Regions from separate parts of the Mus musculus genome. Here region 1 is linked to region 2. Evidence: chromatin contacts called from public Hi-C data. All regions are on one chromosome and are shown on one strand. The core of a region is the stretch at or near the end of the contact, and the rest is flanking DNA. Distances in the headings are between cores, read along the strand shown.

The links. Hi-C and Micro-C count contacts between places; a contact is called where the count stands out from the background.
Region 1: a contact with region 2 is called in a Hi-C map of liver, with 1.9 times the contacts expected there. The contact joins the promoter of Pipox here to the promoter of Myo18a in region 2. A contact is called at or near these places in 1 of 39 promoter capture datasets (liver), 5 of 484 Hi-C or Micro-C datasets (double positive thymocytes, embryonic stem cells, liver and 1 more), 2 of 115 datasets of contacts at active chromatin or transcription factors (embryonic stem cells and stem cell-derived neural progenitor cells) and 2 of 9 other capture datasets (adipose tissue and pancreatic islet).

Annotation. Positions count from the first base shown.
Region 1 is chr11:77,890,428-77,896,752 of GRCm38.p6, forward strand. It overlaps Pipox (pipecolic acid oxidase), which reads right to left and starts at 3,445. Exons shown (of 8, transcript NM_008952.2): 1 at 3,240-3,445; 2 at 1,685-1,833. The coding sequence starts at 3,353.
Region 2 is chr11:77,774,175-77,780,254 of GRCm38.p6, forward strand. It overlaps Myo18a (myosin XVIIIA), which reads left to right and starts at 3,061. Exons shown (of 41, transcript NM_001291213.1): 1 at 3,061-4,140. The coding sequence starts at 3,142.

The DNA.
Region 1 (6,325 bases), core at 2,195-4,694, 120 kb after region 2:
TAATCACTGTACCATTCCTCCTGCCTCCTGATTCCCAAGTGTTGGGATTGCAGGAGTGCACCACCATGCCCAGTGTCATGGGGGTGGGGGCTGGGGATCAAACCCAGGGCCTTATTCAGCTAGGTAACATCCCGATGTCCTTGTTGCCTCCCTTTTGCTGTCTCTTGATCTTCCTCCTCTGTAGCCCAACAGACCCAGGATAGCAGGGAGAAACCTCAAGGATTCAAAGGTACCAGGCACTGTGCTGAGTATTTTCCAGACTCATTTAACCTTCAAACATCCCTATGAGATACAGAGAGTTCAACCACATAGCTGGTAGGAGTTGAGTCAGGAAGTAAAGCCAAACTGTGTGACACCAGGCATCTCATGATTGCCTGTCGGTCAACATTTGCTGGGCAGACTTCTGCCCTTCAAGGCTCAGCTCATCTCCTACCTAATAGAGCTCAGTAGTACTCACAGCCAGCAGCCAGAGAAGGGTCCCTTTTGCCAGGCCACTCCTCAGAAAGACATTCTCCTTTATTTGGGTGCTGGGTGTATTAGCTGTCTCTGAATAAATCCTTAATTAGCTGCCCTGGCTGTATTTGCATAATGGATTTCACTTTGTTCTTAAGTTAATGGTGTTTTTGTAACAGAACAGTAACCTCTTGGTTCACGGCCATTAAAATAACTGCCACCCTGTGGGGCAGAGCCAGGGTTATGTAAAGGAGGTTCAGTTAAGAGTTCAGAGGAGTAAAAGGGGGTGCAGGAGTAGTTTCTGGTTCCTCCCTGAGAGTGTCAGAAAGGCCACTGTCAGAGGAACCCTAAGGTTTGAAGCTGCTTCAGGGTCACTTCCTGGCAAGTAGTCTGGCCCCTGGAACACCTGCTTTTGTTCCCAGGGGATAGTGTATTAATAAAATGCATTTGTAGGGTTGTTGTGGGGATGAGGGTACAGCATAAAAAGGAGGCAGGAGAGACGGCTCAGTGGTTAAGAGTATTTGTTGCTCTTGCAGAAAATCAAGGTTCAATTCCTAGCACCCACATGGCAGCTCACAACTGTCTGTAACTCCAGTTCCAAGGTTGAATACTCTCTTTTGACCTTTCTGGGCACCAGGCACATATGTAGTTGCACATATAAGTATGTAGGCAAAACATCCATACACATACATTATACATACTATTTTTTAAGTTAGGACATGAGTTAGAATATAGATTTTAGCCGGGCGGTGGTGGCTAACGCCTTTAATCCCAGCACTTGGGAGGCAGAGGCAGGCAGATTTCTGAGTTCGAGGCCAGCCTGGTCTACAGAGTGAGTTCCAGGACAGCCGGGGCTACACAGAGAAACCATCTCAAAAAACAAAAAACAAAAAACAAAAAAATTATATAGATTTTGACGCAGGCCCTATAAGATGGCTCTGGAAGGCTTTGCGCAGGCCTGCTCTAGATACCTGTCCATGGTCATCCTCTAAGTTTTCAGAAAACAACCTGTAAGAGCCTTGGTCACAGGATCTAACCAGGCCTGGAACTCAAAGGTACAGAGGCCAGCAGCATCTGTGACAGTGAGCAGAAGGCCTCCACATGACTGGCACCTCCCTCCTGGGCTTGTGTCCCTCCAGTTGCATTTCAAGTTCACACCTTACAGCATCACACATTCAAAGCACCTGGAGGGATGGGTCCCCTGTGTTCCTGGTCTTCCTCCCTCGCCCACCTGTGTAACTGGGTTCCGGCTTCACGCTCCAGCTGGGCCCATGTCTGATAACATTCCTTCATCATCATCGTGTAGAAGTCCTCTGGATAAGCCTTTCTGATTATGCGGCTCTGTCCATGTGAGCTTCCTCGGGAATGGGGAAGAAAGAACTTGACAAGAAAGACAAGAAAGACAATGGAAGTCACTGCCCTTTGGCTCAGCCTTCCCTTTGTTCTTTAGGAGCCATCTTAGGCTTCAAATGGTTCCTTTCTAATCCTGGGGCCTAGACCTCTGGCCTTGCACAAAGGAGGCAAGTAGGTGCCCTGCAGATGAGCTATCTATTGCCCTAGACCTCTTTTTATTTCTTATTTGAGTCACTGTCATGTTATGTAGCCCAGGCAGGCCTTAAGCTTGCAATCCCCCTACATTGGTCTCCTGAGCAACTGGGATTTTCAGGTGCTCATCGCCAGGCCTAGATATTTTCAAATATTTCCATACTTCCAGGTCTCCTTGAGGCCCACTGATTGGCCAGGCATTCTGGTTAGCAATAGTACCTCAGCACTGACTAAATTTTTCCTTTTGTAAATAGCCCTGGCAGCCACCCATCCATTTGTTAATAACCTTCTATTATCCCACTGAATTCACACCCTGCTTAGATGCCTAGAAAAGCAGAGTCAGAAAACCTTCCAGATTATGCAAATCGAGCCCCATGGTTTTCCGGATCAGGAAAAGGATGTCATCTCACTGAGCCTTCAGGTACCCAGGATAAGGGAGCAATCTTAGGATTAGGGGGGTGCGGGGTGAAGCAAAATGGAGGTTTTCCTGCAGGTTGTAACAGAAATCCCTTGGGCTTTGGGAAAACAGAGGAACTGAAGACAATTCCCAGGATGTGGTAACCTGCTCAGAGAGCTGCAAGGCAGAATGGAAAGGAAGAAGCCACAGGGGTAGAAAACTCAACTTGACAGATTGCATAGGCCCCACCCCTGAGGGGCCCTGCAGGGTCCCAGTGCCACCCTCATTTGAAGCAGTCATGTGATCACTTTTCCTTTAAGGAAAGACGACCTGTGTCTTAGTTCCCGGGCATCAAGTGAGGAGGTCGCTGTTACCCAAAGGTGGAAGAATTCAACAGCAGCTCCTGCTAGGTTCTGGAAGGAGCAGCTGAGAAAACGCAGCTTTCTCCAAAGCTGGTACATCAGCCTTTGCCTCTAGGCAAAACTGTCTTTATTTAAGGTTACCCAGAGCAGAATTGATTCTTTTTCTGGTTGTATCAACCATGTGGGCAAAGACAAGACAGGGTTGCAAGAATGAAAAGAAGTGGGACACTTCTTGATCCGGGGCAAGAACTAAGAGACTTAAAAGAGTATACCAAGAAACCTCACGTGGACTTAAGGGTGGGAATTTTCTTTGCATTGTCAAGATCCACGTGAAGTGGCTACGAAGCTACGAAGTGCACAGAATTCCTGATGTCTGACCGTTTGGCTTCACTTATAGCCCAAAAATTCTGGAAAGCCCTCCCTAGGAGAGGAAAGAAGAGGGGACAGTCTTATATAGCAGAAGGGCAGAAGGCACAGTGTACCTGCTCCAGCAGGAGGACGCTCTTGGAGTGTTTGGCCAGGTGGTACGCGGTAAAGCAGCCCTGGATGCCTGCTCCAATCACAATAGCATCCCAGAAATCTGTCTGAGCAGCCATGATGCCACAAAGCCCACTGAAGAGAAGGCAAACAAAGGCACCTCCAGGCTACAGGGGGAGGAGGGAGGCAAAGTCCAGCTAAACTAGAGTTCCCACAATCCCTTGGGGCTCATGTCCTTGTCTTTCTTTCCCTCCCCAAAAAGCCTGGCACAGGGCTCAGCCTCCGCCTCCCCCTGCAGAGCAGAGCTGGGTGGACTGATTTGTGAGGTTTCGCCCAGCTCAGCTGCTAGCCTCACCCTTGCATCCCTCCAGTTTGCTATTCTTGGCTCAATTATTGTCATGCAAATGGCGCCTTCCCATGCCACCTTCCTGTCTCATTATGATCTTTGTCTCAGGACTTTGCCCGGAATTTCAATGCCTCCCAGACCAAGCTGGGCCCCGGGAATGCTGCCTCCCCCTGCTGGCTTCCCTCTCTGCAGCTTGATTTCCTCCAGAGAGCTACCCGGCCAGCCAAGAACTTGGCAGGATGCCCAGGGTATGGCCCTCCTCCCTGGTGGGTGGCGAGGTCAGGGGGTAGATGCAGGGGCCAACTGGGAGGGCAGTTTTGTGATTATGAAATCATTCTCAGTGTGTTTTACTTTCATGTTGAAAAAAGGACAATAAATGATCCTGAAGAGGAAAAAAAAAAATCCAGGAAAGGACAGTGCGAGGAAGAACCTTGTCCTCAGGCACACGGGGAACCAGGCACCAGCCAGCACACACAGGGGCCATGTGCAGAGAAGCCTTCTGTGCCAGGCAGCAGGCTCAATGGGGATTGTTACAGGCACTGGGGACAGAGCCAGGGTTGGCAGGTCCTGATTCTTATACACTTTGGGGGTCCATTTTAAGATAAAAGGGGAAAGGGGCCTGGAGGCTTAGCTCAGCGGTAGACTTTTGTGTTTGGCATGTTCGGGGTCCTGGGTTTAGCACCCAGCACTAAAAATAAAAGAGAAAAAAAAAAAAAAAAGAAAAAATTAGTCATGCAAAACTAGATGGCAGGACTTCGAAGAGACCGCTCAATTAGAGAGCCCCATGGTTGAAGTTTTATTAGCTTCCTGGTAAATCTGCCTCGGAATACATTATCTCATTAAATTCTCAGGATTTTTTTTTTTTTTTGTATGTGTGTGTGTGTATTTTTATCCTCATTTTTTTTGAGCAGATTAGAGATAGCCTCAAGTTCTCTGTCGGTTTTCCCATTACATGCTTGCCCAATAGAATACAGTGACTGCTACCCTCTTTCTGACCCAAGCCTTTGGACATCTTCTTGTGTTGAAGCACTCGTTCTTAGACCCTGAACCAACATGTTAGAAGTCCAGCCACTCTGTGAGAGAGAGAGATGAGAAAAGTCACACATAGGAAGAGAAGCCATTTTGGACCTTGTGTCCAGACAAACTAACCACCCATGACCTGACCCAGTCCATGGCACGTGACCCAACAGCCAAGCTGTGTCAGCATTCCCCAGTTTTATGAAGTAAAATAAAATGCTTGTTTTTAGACACTAACTTTTGAGGTTGGTTGTTTATAATCATAAACACACCACTAAACAGACAAAGATGGCAGGATCTGCCCAAGGACCCATTCTAGGTGTGCCAAGAGGCTAAGATGTGAACCCAGGTCTATCTGCTCCAAAACTTACTTCTTGTTAGTATTTTCTTTCGTTTTTTTTGGATACAGGGTCTCATGTATCGCTTAACTGGCCTCCAACCTGCTTTGCCTCCACAGGTGACCTTGAACTTCTGATTTTTCTGCCCCTACCTCCTGGGAAAATAGACCCGTACCATCATGTTGGTTTAATATGGTGCTGAGGACCAAACCCAGGGCTTTACCAATGAATGTTAGGCTGAAACTCTGTTACCTGAGTCACAAGCCCAGCCCGGGGACACTTCCCTCTCACTACAATGCTATAGTGACAATGAGAGAACTTATAGTCGTGATTCTGATTTTAACATTTTGCTGTGTATCTGGTGGCCATACAGTGGAAGAGAGAAAACAATGATGGGGGGGGGGGGCACAGTGGCTGACTGAATCCCCAGCAACACGTCCACAGACAATCCCCAGACTAGCCTTAGCAACTAGTTGTCTTCTGCCTGGTCTTTCCTTTCCTAGTAAAATAGGAACGCAAAGAAGGACTGCCATTTGACTGGATTTTTTTTCCTTCCTTCTGAGGGAGGAAAAAAAAAATAGAGTCTAAAGGTCACTGCATTCTGTCCCCTCCCTCCTCCCCAACCCCACAGAGGACAGGATAACATCTGCCTCATCGCTGGACAGATCCCTTACAGTAAAATAATAGCAGATATAACCAAGAAAAATATGGTACCCTGAGTGTGTAAGGGCTTGATAGAAATATATAAGATCGGCCCCTGGATTTCTTGTGATAAGATGTCAGCGGAGATGAACAGCTTGCACGCAAGGAAAAGCAGGCAATAAATCCTTGCATGGAAGTGTGCCCAGTCTCACCAGCAGGCGAAGAGAAGGGAATTAAATAACTCGAAGGTACTATTATGTGTCTATTAAATAAACAAAAATAAAAATGATACAACCTTATTATGTTGTCCGAGTTGCAATTCATACAGGGTCCCGTGGAGCGTTCTGGGGCCATGGACAGTAGGATAAAATAGTTCAAATATTCTGACCTAGAAATTCTACTTGGTGAACTATTCCCTCGGGGGAGGAGAAGGCTTTTATATGAAGACATGCATATCTGAGCTCTTATAATATTAAAAAATAATGGAAACGATCCAACATCGGGGAATAGCTAAGCAAATAGCTGACATGTTGATTCCAAATGGCAGGCATGAGTTCCCTGCTTTGTAGAAACGCAGATAGGAAATTGATACAGAGACACAGAACACAAATGACACACTGCTTACAACCGTGACTTCTGTGCATGCTGATCAAAGATCTAGGAAGAAATTGGTGGTGAGGTCATTGAGCTTACTTCTCATTAGTTCCCGTATTCTATGAAAACGGTGCCTCCATTCACAATTTATAAA
Region 2 (6,080 bases), core at 1,811-4,310:
AGTAGAGGCCATGGAGAAGAGCTGCTTACTGGCTTTCCCCCATAGCTCACTCAGCCTGATAATTACCACTTGGGGCCTCCTCCTGCCTGGAGTGGCATTGCCCATAGTGAGCTTGACACTCCCATATCAAACATTAATCAAGAAAATACCCTACAGGCTGATCTGGTGGGGGCATTTTCTTAATTGATAATTTCCCAGACAACTCTAGCTTGTGTTAAATTGACAAAAAACCCTAACCAGGGCATATTCTATCTCCAAAACTCTGCATCCCTGGAGACTAAGCATCTGAAATGCAGGCTGTGTTCTAAATGTAAAGTGCAGACCGGGGTCTTACTTACTCATTCATGTTGAGACCAGGTTTCTTTCTCTATGAAGTTCTGGCAGTTCTGGAGCTCACTGTGTGGACCAGGATAGCCCCGAACTCACAGAGATCTTTGTGCCTCCCGAGTGCCAGGATTAAAGGTATGAACCGTCATACTCAGCCTTGCTCTGGATTTTGGAAATGTAATATGGATGAGTTAGGAACGGTTGTGCATACCTGTAATCTCAGCCGCTCTCAGGAGGCAGAGGCAGAAAGGTTCTCCATGAGTTTGAGGCCAACCTGGTCTCTGTCCTGAGTTTCAGGTCTAGCCAGAACTGCATGAGACTATCTCTCAGAACAAAAAAGCAAAATAAATAAAATACACATGCGTGTGCGCACATGCACACGTGTCTATATATCAAAACAAAACAAAATACAGAAAATTAAATATAAAATAATTTATGTTTATAAATATTTTATGTAGATTACATGTTGAGATAACAGTTTGGATACATTGTAGTAAATGGAACCTTTTTTTTTAAAGATTTATTTATTTATTATATATAAGTACACTGTAGCTGTCCTCAGATACTCCAGAAGAGGGCATCAGATTTCGTTACGGATGGTTGTGAGCCACCATTTGGTTGCTGGGATTTGAACTCGGGACCTTCGGAAGAGCAATCGGCGCTCTTAACCACTGAGCCATCTCGCCAGCCCGTAAATGGAACTTAAGTTTATCTAGTTTGTTTTTTAAACAAAGTTTCTAGTTACTGGCCAAATTTGCCTTAAATTTAAGATCCTGTCTCAGCCTTCCAAGTACTTAGAATTGTAGGTATGTGTCACCCTGCCCAAATTCACCAATTTCTTTCTTTCTTTCTTTCTTTCTTTCTTTCTTTCTTTCTTTCTGTCTGTCTGTCTGTCTGTCTGTCTGTCTGTCTGTCTGTCTTTTTGAGACAGGGTTTCTCTGTGTAGCCCTGGCTGTCCTGGAACTCACTCTGTAGACCAGGCTGGCCTCAAACTCAGAAATCCGCCTGCCTCTGCCTCCCAAGTGCTGGGATCAAAGGCGTGCGCCACCACTGCCTGGCAATTTCTTTCTTTTTAATTGTTATTTATTTATTTATTTTATGTGTGTGGGCATTTTGCTTACATGTATGTGTTTGGGCCACAAATGTGCCTGGTGCCCATGAGGCCAGAAGTGGACATTGGGTCTCCTGGAAGTGGAGTTCCAGATGTCTGTGGGTTGCCATGTGTGATTATACAGAATCAAACTTGTGAGCAATTAGCTTGGGAGTTCCTGGTCTCACTGCCTGCCTGGGCGTTGAACCTTGGCTGGTGGGAGCTTGTCCCTCAGTGGAAAGGGGATAGTGGAGGGCCTTGCCTTGCTTTGGGGGTTGGGGAGAGAGGAAATGCCTAGCCAGGGCCTGGCAATAGGCCATTGCTGGAGGGAATAAGCTCAGAGACCCTCTGTCTGGAATTCAGAGGGGAGGCATTCATGGAGAGAGAGAAATTACACTTAATTTCTAATTAGACGGTGTGGCCTACTTTTATTTTGTGTTCCCTGCTGGTTAGAACAAGAAAGGCCCTCTGGGGCTTCCCCCCTCCCCCTCCCAACCAGGTTTTTCTTACTCCTGCCCCTAATCGGGTATGCATGAGAATGGGGGTAGGTTAGGGCCCTAGGTGCTCTCACATCCTGGATCCGGCCTTCTCTCTCAGGCGGCCACAACTTTCTTCCCTAGGCTATATTTAGGCATTGGTCTGGGGAAAAGGATGTGAGTTTTTCAGGATCCTGTTTATCTAGCCGACCCCACGCCACCCCCACCTCGCAACTGTCTGTCCTGTGTGCAGTCTGGACTTCCTCTTCCTTCCCTTCCCGATTTACTTTGGGCACCCAGGGCATCAGATGGGACACAGCAGCACAGCCACTCATTTGATGACTAGCCCCTAACACATCCTTAATTTCCCAAGAGCCATTTTTCTCACCTGTGAGGACTGAATAGGAAGGGGTATGTGTGAAGCTCCCGATAAGACACATCGTAAAGCCGGGCAGTGGTGGTGCATCTCTTTAATCTCAGAACTTGGGAGGCAGAGGCAGGTGGATTTCTGAGTTCGAGGCCAGCCTGGTCTACAGAGTGAGTTCCAGGACAGCCAGGGCTACACAGAGAAACCCTGTCTGGAAAAACAAACAAACAAACAAACAAACAAACAAACAAACACACGTCATATAAATGCTAATCCCAGGTGCTAGAAAGATGGCTCTGTGGTTAAGAGCACCTGTTACTCTTCCAGAGCAGGATTCAGCTCCCAGCGTCCACATGGATGTCCATGTGATGCACATACAGACAGGCAAAACTCTCATACAAATGAATATTGTTTTAAAAAGTTGGACCCTCCAAGGTCTTTGAGGCAGGGGCTAAGGCTGCGGCTCTGGGGATACCATGGGGGGGCAGTCACGTGGGATGCCCATCGCTTCAGTGGACTGCCTGTGGGGAGGTGATGCTGCAGAGCCCCTTCCGTTTCCTTTTGTGTTCCATTTCCGTTTATGTTCCAGGTTGCAATTTGTGTTTTCTGTAAGTCAAGTCTCTCCAGGCACACCTATGCTTTGGTCTAAAGGGTGAAGTGAAATTAGAAAAAATTATGTAAATCAGGTTGCCTGGTACATCAGTAGCACTCCACAAGGGGTGACTGGTTTATCAGTATCCGCTGCCTCTGTCTGAACTGGAAAAAAACCCTGAATTTCTTTTCTCTGTTTCTACTTGCAGCTACAAGGTGGGGTCCAAAGACCCTGTGTTAAGCACTCATAGTCAGCTGGGGATACAACCCCTAAAAACAGCACACCCACCATGTTTAACCTCATGAAGAAAGATAAGGACAAAGATGGCGGGCGGAAGGAGAAGAAGGAAAAAAAGGAGAAGAAGGAGAGGATGTCTGCGGCAGAACTGCGGAGCCTGGAAGAGATGAGCATGCGCCGTGGCTTTTTCAACTTGAACCGGTCCTCCAAGCGGGAATCTAAGACGCGCCTGGAAATCTCCAACCCCATCCCTATCAAGGTGGCCAGTGGCTCTGACCTGCACCTGACGGACATTGACTCTGACAGCAATCGGGGTAGCATCATCCTGGACTCAGGACACCTAAGCACAGCCAGCTCCAGTGATGACCTCAAGGGTGAAGAAGGCAGCTTCCGGGGCTCTGTGCTGCAGCGGGCAGCCAAGTTCGGTTCACTGGCCAAGCAGAACTCTCAGATGATTGTCAAACGTTTTTCCTTCTCTCAACGGAGCCGGGATGAGAGTGCCTCGGAGACCTCAACCCCCTCAGAGCACTCTGCAGCCCCATCACCTCAGGTAGAGGTGCGGACGCTTGAGGGACAGCTAATGCAGCATCCTGGGCTAGGCATTCCTCGACCAGGACCACGGTCTCGAGTCCCTGAGCTGGTGACTAAAAGATTCCCAGCTGATCTACGTCTTCCCGCTCTGGTGCCACCACCACCTCCTGCTCTCCGGGAGCTGGAGTTACAACGAAGACCCACAGGAGACTTTGGCTTCTCACTGCGGCGCACAACCATGCTGGATCGGGCCCCTGAGGGTCAGGCTTATCGACGGGTGGTTCACTTTGCTGAGCCAGGGGCAGGCACCAAGGACCTGGCCTTGGGGCTGGTACCAGGAGATCGACTGGTGGAGATTAATGGACAGAATGTGGAGAATAAATCCAGGGATGAAATTGTGGAGATGATCCGGCAGTCTGGGGACAGTGTGCGGCTCAAGGTACAGCCCATCCCAGAGCTTAGCGAGCTGAGCCGGAGCTGGCTTCGGACTGGCGAGGGACACCGCAGGGAGCCGGCTGATGTGAGTGCTTCCCTGGGTATCAGGGGTGAGCAAAGAGTTTGTGTATGTGAGCATCTCTCGGTAGTGTACTTAAATGGGTGCTTGAGGGTACCCAGGAACTGTGAGCAGATCTTAGCGAGTGTGGAAATGGGGAGCTGGGCCAATAGGGAGAAGCCAGTCCAGGAGAGGGTGCCCCTCTGGAAACTCATTAAACACCTTTGCTTCTTCTGTGCCTTGTCAAGAAGCTGAAGGAAACCCCCCAAAAGTTCACTGGGAGAAAGTCCTTAGCAATTCAGCTGGACATCCGGGTCTGAGGTTCCCTTCAATGCCCTTTTGGATTGAAGTGATTGAAGTAAACCTTGTGAGTTTTCAAGGGCATTGGGTTAAGATCAGCTTTGGCCTGGTACTATCGGGGGCAGGGTGTGTGTGTGTGTGTGTGTGTGTGTGTGTGTGTGAGAGAGAGAGAGAGAGAGAGAGAGAGATGCCAGTGGGTAGTTGGTGAGAAAGTGTTCAAGTTTCATCATAGCTTATAGCTTAGAGGCTTGGGTACTATATTTGTTGAGCCCTCAATTGGAGATGTAGGTTAACAGGTGCCACTTTGAGATCTGAGAAGCTGTGAGTATAGGAAGCCCATGTTGTTTAGATTTCAGGGGTGAAAACAATATGGCAAATGACCTAAAATCATGGCTATCTGGGATGTCTAGCTGCCATGGTTATAGTTCTAGGTGAGATGTCCTCTCACCCCGAGTGAGCAAGATACTAGGAGTCAGGGCATAAAGAACTTATAAACAATGGTTGTGGTTTAGGTTTATCTACACTACAAAGACAGTCTGCAGTCTGACTGTCTGTGAGATCCACTAGTTGTGATCGCCATGAACTCCAGTGGGAGGCAGGAGAGCACTCAAATCAAATGCATGGTTAGGTCTCCGTGGAACACCAAGTCTTATAACCTTGGTAATCTTTTGGTGCAGGGAGAGTAAAAGAATTTTGAATGTCCTGTGTGGACATGGTGTATGACAGACTAGGTGGCCTTCAGTCATTGTTCTTGTCCAGCTGTGTGTTTTAGCATTGTCCAGATCTATGTCCTGCAGCCTGAGCAATGAGTGACTTGCCTGGGACCTTTCAGCACTAAGTGATTAGCCAGATGTGATAAAGTTGGAAAGGGGAGGAAGTGGGGAGGAAGCAGGCAGAGCCCAGCTCCCAGTGAGGGGGAGTAGGATGCTTGGGGTGATGAGGATGCTCAGGGTGATGACCCAGTCTCGAAGTCTACTGGGTCCAGAGGAGGCTAAGAGAGGCAGGTCAGACCTAGGCAGACACACTGGACTTGTGTTCCAGGCCTTCCTGTAGTGGAACTGGTTGGGTTTAGGCAGCTTTGCAGAGGGAGGTTAGTGGGTAGGATAATGCTTCTATAGAATCCAGAGAGGGACCTGGACTTATTCATTTTAGAGGTATACACTGAGGGCCAGAGAGATGGCTCATCAGGTAATGGGGAATTCACTTACCATGCAAGCTTATCAGTCTTAAGTTTGGTATCTGGATCCCAGAGAATGAGAGAACCAACTTCTAAAAATTGTCCTCTGACCTCTGTGTGCTTACACACACACACACACACACACACACACACACACACACACACACTAATATTAATAAATAAGAAGAACAAGAGGAGGCTAGAGAGATGGTTTAGCAGTTAAAAGCACTTGTTGCTCTTGATGAACACCCAGGTTTGGTTCCCTGAACCTGTATGGTGGCTTCCAACCAAACATAACTTTAGATCCAGGGGATATGAAGCCTTTTTCTGACTTTCTGGGGTACCAGGAATTCTAAGTCGCATATATGTACGTGCAGGCAAAATGTTCATACACATAAAAATAAGATAAATAAATCTTTTTTAAAAAAAGCAGAAAAAGGCTGTGTGTGGTGGTATATATATGTAATCCCAGCACTCAGGAGACAAGCAG